2 separate regions of the Hordeum vulgare genome follow, and region 2 is linked to region 1. Evidence: chromatin contacts called from public HiChIP or PLAC-seq data. All regions are on one chromosome and are shown on one strand. Each heading gives the region's core, a stretch centred on a gene start, on an enhancer-like site or on the middle of the called end of the contact. The rest is flanking DNA. Distances are from core to core; before and after follow the strand shown.

Evidence for each region. HiChIP or PLAC-seq counts read pairs in DNA pulled down with a chosen protein or histone mark.
Region 2: a contact with region 1 is called in an H3K4me3 HiChIP or PLAC-seq map of embryo, with 4 times the contacts expected there. The contact joins the promoter of LOC123405404 here to the promoter of LOC123405896 in region 1. A contact is called at or near these places in 2 of 6 Hi-C or Micro-C datasets (leaf and seedling) and 1 of 1 datasets of contacts at active chromatin or transcription factors (embryo).

What each region holds. Positions count from the first base shown.
Region 1 is chr1H:32,205,681-32,209,904 of MorexV3_pseudomolecules_assembly, forward strand. It overlaps LOC123405896 (putative GPI-anchor transamidase), which reads left to right and starts at 1,894. Exons shown (of 9, transcript XM_045099417.1): 1 at 1,894-2,249; 2 at 3,012-3,053; 3 at 3,150-3,294; 4 at 3,792-4,021; 5 at 4,120-4,177. The coding sequence starts at 2,074.
Region 2 is chr1H:32,371,954-32,376,191 of MorexV3_pseudomolecules_assembly, forward strand. LOC123405404 (ribosome biogenesis regulatory protein homolog) reads left to right here and starts at 1,769. Exons shown (of 7, transcript XM_045099121.1): 1 at 1,769-2,050; 2 at 2,523-2,574; 3 at 2,662-2,790; 4 at 3,674-3,791; 5 at 3,931-4,117; 6 at 4,193-4,238. The coding sequence starts at 1,790.

The DNA.
Region 1 (4,224 bases), core at 644-3,143:
ATGGAACATAAACATAGTTATGAACATGGACATAAAAAATAACGTTTATTATTGCCTCTAGGGAATATCTCCTATACTCCCACACTCGGATCCTTTCACTCTTGAATCTGTAGCGGTTCATTGAGAGCCTGAGTGATGTAGCTCCGAGCTACGTCCTCGGCGGCCCCTAGACGCCGAAAGTACAAACGAGTGCCTTCCACTCGGGCAGTAAAACCCCAACTGATTCGGGGGCTACTGACGGGGTTGTACATTAGGGGTAGTCCTACGGACCTGCATCCCTAGGCTTCCCCAAGACCCTACGTGGACATCAGCGTCCAAAAGTAACCTACGAAGTCATGGTCTCACTCGGTCAAGTAAGTGTTCACTCGGACACATGGTGTCACTCGGACTGTCTCATATCAGTCCGACATGCCTCCACACTCGGGCTGTAACAGGGCGTGGGTAACGAAGAGACTGCAACGGCCACATACTTGAACTACCAAATGAAGTGAAGTGAAGACGTGTGTTACCAGTAACGCTAGAGTTAGATATGTTATTACTAGTAACTTCCGTAATTATTAGCATTTACTCGTCCTTGTAATGAGGCCGGGCCGATGGTGGCGCACTCTATATAAGCCACCCCGGACTCCTGAGCAAGGGTTCAGCATCTTGTAATATCACATCCCCCATAAAGAATCACCAGCTTCATGGCTCGAGACGTAGGGTTATTACCATTTTCGAGTGGGGGTCGAACTCGTACATCCGAGTGTATCCACTACGCTTAACTAGGCTTCGCCCCATCATTCGTACCCCTTGTATTATTATTAGGATCATTCCCACGACACTACTCGTTTCAAAAAAATCACTAGTTTCCAAAATAGTTTAAAAAAATAAAGATTTCACAAATTTCAAAATTTGAATTTCACTCATTTCAAAATTATAGGTTTCACTAATTCCAAAAAACTGATTTCACACAATTAAAAAAAATCATTTTTAAAACTAATTCCATTCAATTCAAAAAATTATGCCAAAAATTGATTTCACTGCATTAAAGAAAATCACTCATTATAAAAAAATTTGATTTCAACTTGTTTCAGATAACGGATTTCGTTCAAGTCAGAATACATATTATCTTATTCCAAAAGAATGGGTTAACTCATAAAAGAACTATTCTCAAACAACTCATTTCACTATAACGAAACAAAATATTTCACTTGTCCAAAAAACAGATTTCACTCCTTTCAAAAAAACTCATTTCACCCAATTACAAAAATCCACTCATTTGGAAAATATATATTAATTTAAAAAAAATTGATTTCACTCAATTAAAAAAAAGCCAGCCATTAAAATAACAATTCCATTAAATTCAAAATATCAGTTACATTTTGAAAAGACTGATTTTGCTCATTTGAGATAGCAAATTTCACTCACTGAAAAAAAAAACCACTCATTTCAGAAAAAAGGTCCGCCCTTCTCAAAAAACATTTTTCTACGTAACAAAAAGATAGATTCACTTTATAGAAGAAATAGGTTCCGCTCGTTCTAAAAAATCAGCCATTTTAGAAAAATGATTCCAGTAAATTCAAAAATCTAATTTCTCTCATTTCAAATATAAACATTTCACTCATTTCACACAACTAAAAAAACGTTAGAGGTTTACACAATAATAATAAAAAAACTTATTTCACCTTTTGTTTTTGTCCAGGAGTCGCTCTCGTAGCGCAGTAAGGATTAGTCCACTCCACACGGTCGGGCTCAGATTTAGTGCGACAGGCAATCTGCTCCTTCCATTTCTGATCTAACGGTTGTGGATGGAACAAAAGTCAGGGGACCGTGGCCGAGCCACGTTAGAGGATCTGCCGCCGCCACCTCCCCCATGGCATGGATCCCGGCATCGGGTAGCGTCTCGTCGCCGTCGCCGTCGCCGCCGCCGCCGCCGCCGGTAGCACCGTGAGGCCCCGCGACCCGTACGTCACCGCCGACGCCTACCACCTCTTCTCAACCCGACGCGGACCCCGCCACCTCTGCTCCGCCCCACCTCCGGCTGTCAGCTCAGGGCAGCGTCTGATCCTGCGCCTGGCTCCGGCGGCGAGCATGGGGTTCTCCGGATGGTGCCCCAGGCCCTCACGCCCCACTCCCCTCTCCCCCCTCAAGACGCTTCTTCTGCTCGTGCTCCTCGCCTTCTCCCCCGCCGCCGCGTCGTCGTCGTCGTCTCCCGCCGCTGTGCACAACAACAACTGGGCCGTGCTCGTCTGCACATCCCGCTTCTGGTGAGACCCCCTCTATCATGTATATGCAGTGATTAGTTTTTTCTCATTGGCTAGGATCCATTTCTAGTGCCTTATTCTTCTGATTGCGACATAGTTTGTGATTGTCATCAGTGCCAGAGCATTTGCCCTGAAGCTCCATATTGAATTCTCCTGCCCTGCTATAACTTCAACAGGGATCTGTTAGTATGGCCGGAGATCTCAGGGGTTGTACAGCTGATAACTGAATGGAGTTTATTCGATCTCTCTATGGGTGTGTAATAATAATGATGATGGTTACTTAAAATGTTTAACTGTATTGATGTAGGTTCGGTGAGCACAAGTGTCTTTTGATAAACATTTTGGTATGAACACATGCACAACTGTAATTTTTTCTCGAATACACAGAAGAAGAATGCCAAGGATCGAATGTGCACACTTGTACTACCTCCGTTCCTAAATATAAGTCTTTTTAGAGGTTTCACTAGAGGACTACATACGGATGTATATAGACATACTTTAGAGTATAAAATTCACTCATTTTACTCCGTATGTAGTCCCTTAGTGAAATCTTTTAAAAGACTTATATTTAGGAACGGAGGGAGTAGTTGTGTTAATACCAGTCAATGTTTTAACAGTTTTCCCTCTGAGATGCATGTTTAGTTCCCATCTACCTATAGCATTGGAATATGTGGCTTATGCTTTTATGTTGTCTTGTTGATGTTTGGTTCTGCTGCTTATCCCTGTTGTCACTTAATTCTGACCTATTATTGAAATGTTCTGCAGGTTTAATTATAGACATATGGCCAACACGCTGTCTTTGTACAGGTAGTATACTTATAATATTCTGCCATTATATGCAATTGTTAATCAATGCCATATGTAAGGTTATTCCTTATTACTGGATATACCATTTTTTCCCAGGACTGTTAAGAGATTAGGAATACCTGACGAGCGGATAATACTTATGTTGGCGGATGATATGGCTTGTAATTCCCGGAACAATTATCCTGCCCAAGTGTTCAACAATGAGAACCACCAGCTTAATCTTTATGGTGACAATGTTGAGGTGAATCTCTTTTACTCTGAAAATAGTGCTGCTGAATTCATATTGTTGTTTGATAACCACTCGGGTGCAATATTTCACCAAGCCCATGATGTGCATGTATCATTGATACCAGTGAGGTACCAAAGCTACTAAATAGTTGATGATATCTAAGCAGGCATACCCACAGTAAATGGCACACTACGACTACTTGACCTCTTTTTCAACAAGTAGACGCCCATAGGCATATGACTGATATATTGCAATACCTACAATCCTGATTTTCAAATTGATAATATTATGAAATAATGCCTCCTAAAAGATGGTCAAATTTTGCAAAGGGATGGATACTTAAGGCACACTCTACACAGTTCAATATGGCCAGTTAGGTCATTTATGGAAGGTGGGCTGGCAATTCTCCAAGTTGTCCACTCATAATGCTATGCAATCTGATATTTATATAAAGAAGTAATATCTGATCTTGGTATGCTGATGTTACTCTTTTGGTATTCTAATGGCAGGTTGATTACCGAGGTTACGAGGTTACAGTTGAAAACTTTTTGCGAATTTTGACTGGAAGACATGACAGTGCTGTACCAAGATCAAAGCGTCTCTTAAGTGATGAAGGAAGCCATATTCTATTGTACATGACTGGGCATGGCGGGGATGAATTTCTGAAGTTCCAAGACAACGAAGAACTTCAGAGCCATGATTTAGCAGATGCAGTAAAGCAAATGAAGGAGAAGCATAGGTTGAATTGTTTAATATCAACATTTGGATGTTGGTTTGCGCCCCTTCGTTTCTGGGTTCATTGGTTCTGACCTTTCACCTTGGTCTTCCTTTCATCAGATTTAAGGAGTTGTTGATAATGGTAGATACCTGCCAGGCTGCTACTCTGTTTTCACAGGTTTATTTCTAGTTGCCACACGTTTGTCTTGACACATGCTGAATTAC
Region 2 (4,238 bases), core at 519-3,018, 170 kb after region 1:
ATTAAGATTTTTTTAAACGGAAACAAAAGATTTGACTCATATACTTCCTCCGTCCGGAAATACTTATCCTAAAAATGCATATAACGGATGTATCTACAATTAAAATAAGTCTAGATACATTCATCTCTACGACAAGTATTTCCGGACGGAGGTAGTATTAAATAAGGAGGAGCAAGAGTTTGTTACAACACACCCAATTTACGTCATGACAATTATTCTCGCAATAAGAAAGACCCTAGGTTTTTAGCCCCTGCTTCAATCCAAACGTTGGCCTCGTCGACGATTATATTGAGCAAGATGTGCGGAGGAGCGCTCTTTTGCCTAAACACTCTCGCGTTACGCTCGTTTCATATGATCCACGACACCAACATGGTCATCGAGGCCATCGCTTTTCGGCCGGCAATGCCCATGACGCTCGTGCTCGCCCACCACACCTCAACGGAGCTGAACATGTGTCAGGCGGATGTGTCGAAGTCATGGATGCGAAATTTCTGGATCACCAAATTCCAAAGCTGATAGCGAAACGTCATCTGAAGAGAGGTGTAGACTCCTTTCCTGAATGCCCCTACAAATGGGGCAGGGGCCACAATTTGGCCATCCTCGCTTCTCCACCCTGTTAGCCGTCCATATTCTGTTTTGGAGCACGAGCCACGTAAAGAACTTGACCTTGGGCGTTGCCCAAACCTTCCAAACCATTTTGTCCATGCGGGATAGGACCAACCCCAAGAACTGCACCATATAGGTAGAGGCAGCCGCGTATTGCCCTAAATCCACAAGCTTTCAAATATTATCATCTTCAGCAACCTCATCGAGCTGCACCTCTTGCGGGAGCATCCAAAGGTGGAAGAATTGCGTGATATGCTCGATTGAAATTGATGCACGAGTCCGATCTTGGGAATCCAAGCATTTTGTTGAAGGGCCTCGTGAACCTTCCAACGCTTCTAGGAGGAGGACTCGTAAATGAGTGGAGTGATACCCATTGGCTTGCGGCCAAGAAGCCAGGGGAAGTCCCAAAAAGGAGTCCGCGCACCATTTCTGACTGTAATGGTGGTACATGCATAAAAGAAGTCGATGTCATCCGCACTGCACGGTTTCCACTCCCAACCCATAACTTTGTGGGCTCTTTCCACTCGTACCAAGGCCACCGCAAGCGCAGTGCCCGCGTGAACTTTTCGTTGTTGAGGATCCCGAGGCCGCCATAAGCAAGCGGTCGACTGACCAAGTCCCAATTGACCTTGCATTTTCTCCCGTTTGTCTTATCGGACCCGGATCACAGAAAGGCCCGCTCGAGCTTGTCGATATTCCGTAGGATGGCAGTTTGGACGACCAAGGGTGTAATGAAGTAGATCACTTGGGAAGCGAGCACCGACCGCACCAGGATTAAGAATTCTGGATGCAACATCTTGAGGAATGCAGCAAAACCGTGTCAGGGTAGAGGAGTATTGTTAAAATAGAAGGCCACGACCATGGTCACCGCCACCATCACCGGCGGTGGTGGCGGCGACACCGACTGCCCTTCAAGTTTTTTTTTTTTTTTGAGGAACGACTGCCCTTCAAGTTACCCACTGTGATCTAGCCTGACAGTATATAGGCCCCCGGCCCAGAAGGTTAAGGCCCCCAGCCCAGAAGGGGACGAAGCAACAACCCATATTCAGTTATCCAGCCCAGAGGCCCAGCCCGTATCCTCCAGCCCAGCCCAGCCCAGGTCACTAATAAAACCCAACCAAGCACTACCACCACGCCTCCTCTCCTCCTCCCCCAAACCCGCCGTACACTCGCCGCAGCAGCAATGGCGGCGGAAGAAGCATCCGCCTCCGCCACCAACTTCGAGGTGGACCTGGGCCACCTCCTGGCCTACGACCCCTCGCACCACCTCGCCGCCGGCGCCGCGTCCTCCAGGGCGGAGCTGCGGAACGAGTGCCTGCGGAAGGCCACGGAGCTGGCGCAGGCCGTCGCCAACGCCCTCTTCTCGCTGCCGGCCACCGAGGGCCGCGACGGCCCCGTCGTCCGCCTCCCGCCGCCCGCCAACCGCCTGCCCCGCGAGAAGCACGTGAGAATACCGCATCCCCACCCTCTCTCTCTCCCCCCCTCACGCCATCTCTGCCCGCTACCATCGGTTGCTCTCGATTTGTTTTAGAGGATGATTACTGCTGGCTACTGCTACTCCGCGAGCGTGTGAGTAGATTAGCGTGGGGTTTCAGAGGGGCGCTTGCAGTATGCCTATGCTTAATTTTACGATTTCCTATGCCGAAGATGCAGTGGAGTGATTGATATCTGTGGCCTGTAGGATGTGTAGGTTACGACAGATGCCAGGATACCATACTGGCATGAGAGTGCAGCTGCCCCGGCCAGCGTGTTATTATTCGATTGTTGTTTGCATGTATGGGTTCTAGTTTTTTCGTTCTTGCTCTGCACTAATCCTTAAAGGAGATATTAAGCTGAACAGGACCTGTGTTATGATAAGTATATGCATGTATTTGCAAACATGCAAAATGCTTGATCCTTTTCTTTCCTGTCACCAGTTGCCGAGGCCGAAGCCTCCTACCAAGTGGGAGACGTTTGCGAAGTCGAAAGGTGAACTTGCTATTCTTGCTTGCTTTCTGAGCGTTTTCATTGGAAGTGTACTTGCTTGGATTTAATATGACAGGAACATACTTGCAGGGATTATCAAGCACAAGAAGAACAAGCGTGCATGGGACGAGCAAACTAATTCCTGGAAGCGGACTTATGGCTATGACCGTGTTAATGATGACAGAGATGTTCCAATCATTGAAGCCAAATCGACAGACGGTGAGCAACTTGTCTTTTGTACTCCCTCCGTTCGTAAATATAAGTCTTTTCAGAGGTTTCACTAGAGGAGTACATACGGATGTATATAGACATACTTTCGAGTGTAGATTCACTCATTTTGCTCCGTATGTAGTCCTCATTTTGCTCCGTATGCAGTCCCCTAGTGAAACCTCTAAGAAGACTTATATTTAGGAATGGAGGGAGTATATGGTGAATCTTGTTTTGTAGCAATAGTTGTAATCTGTTCGAGCTTTCCCGTGCCAAGTACACATTGCAGTTATCATGAGCTGTCACACAAATGCTTAACAGCCTGCATGTTTCTGCTTATGTACACTGATTTAGTCCAGTGTTCATTTTAAATCTTCAATGCTCTTTGCGTTTTGACTAATTGAATCTAACGACTAGCAATCTTGTTCTGTAACGGGAGTAGCAATCATTTAGAGCTTTAACCTTACCGAGTACTCCCTCCGTTCGAAATTACTTGTTGCAAAAATGAATAAAAATGGATGTATCTAGAACTAAAATACATCTAGATACATCCATCTTTTCGACAAGTAATTCCAGACGGAGGGAGTACCTATTACGGTTGTGTGCTGTGACACAAATGCTTGACAACCTGCAAATATTTCTGCTTCATACTCTGATTTAGTCCAGCTATCATTTTTACTCTCCAGTAATCTTTTCATTTATGACTGAATGAATCAGTCTAAAATATCAATGGAATTAGCTTTAAAATGTACTCCCTCTGTACCTAAATAATTTTAGTTGGGGAGAACTAGACTAGTTCTCCCTAACTACAATTATTTAGGTACAGAGGGAGTATATGTGTCTAAAAACCTGTTTGCAATCTGTTACCCTGTTAACTAAGTATGATTTATTACAGAGCCTGGTGTTGATCCTTTTGCTCAAAGAAGGGAAGAGAAGAAGGGCCGGGTAGATAAGCAAGAAAAAAACAGACTTGGGAATTTGAAGAATGCTGCAAAAGTTGGTGCTCTGCCAAGGTAATCCATACTACTAGCTAGTGTCTTCTGTATAACTCATGCACTACTTTGTTTTCTTTTTTGCAAATGTTTGTTTATTATTCATTATATTAGCAACTCAATTTTCTCATACCACAGCTTTGTGAAAAACATTATGCAGTCATATACAGCTTGCTGCCACGTCCGTGCCCATCACAGGGACAAAAGCTGATCTGCCTAGAAAGGCTAAGAAGGAAGATCTCGAGAATGTTGCTGGTATGGCTTCTGCAGCAACAGCCAGCGGTGGGAAGTTTGACAAAAAGTTGCCTGGCGAGAAACCTCTTAAGAAGGCTGGCAAAAATAGAAAGGTTTTTCCCCTGTGAACTATCCAAGCACCTTTGTAATTTGATAGTTTGGTTAGCTTAACTGTTGCTTTTCTGCAGTTCCTCCCTGTCGTCGAAGGGAAAGGAATGGGCAACCTGGAGAAAC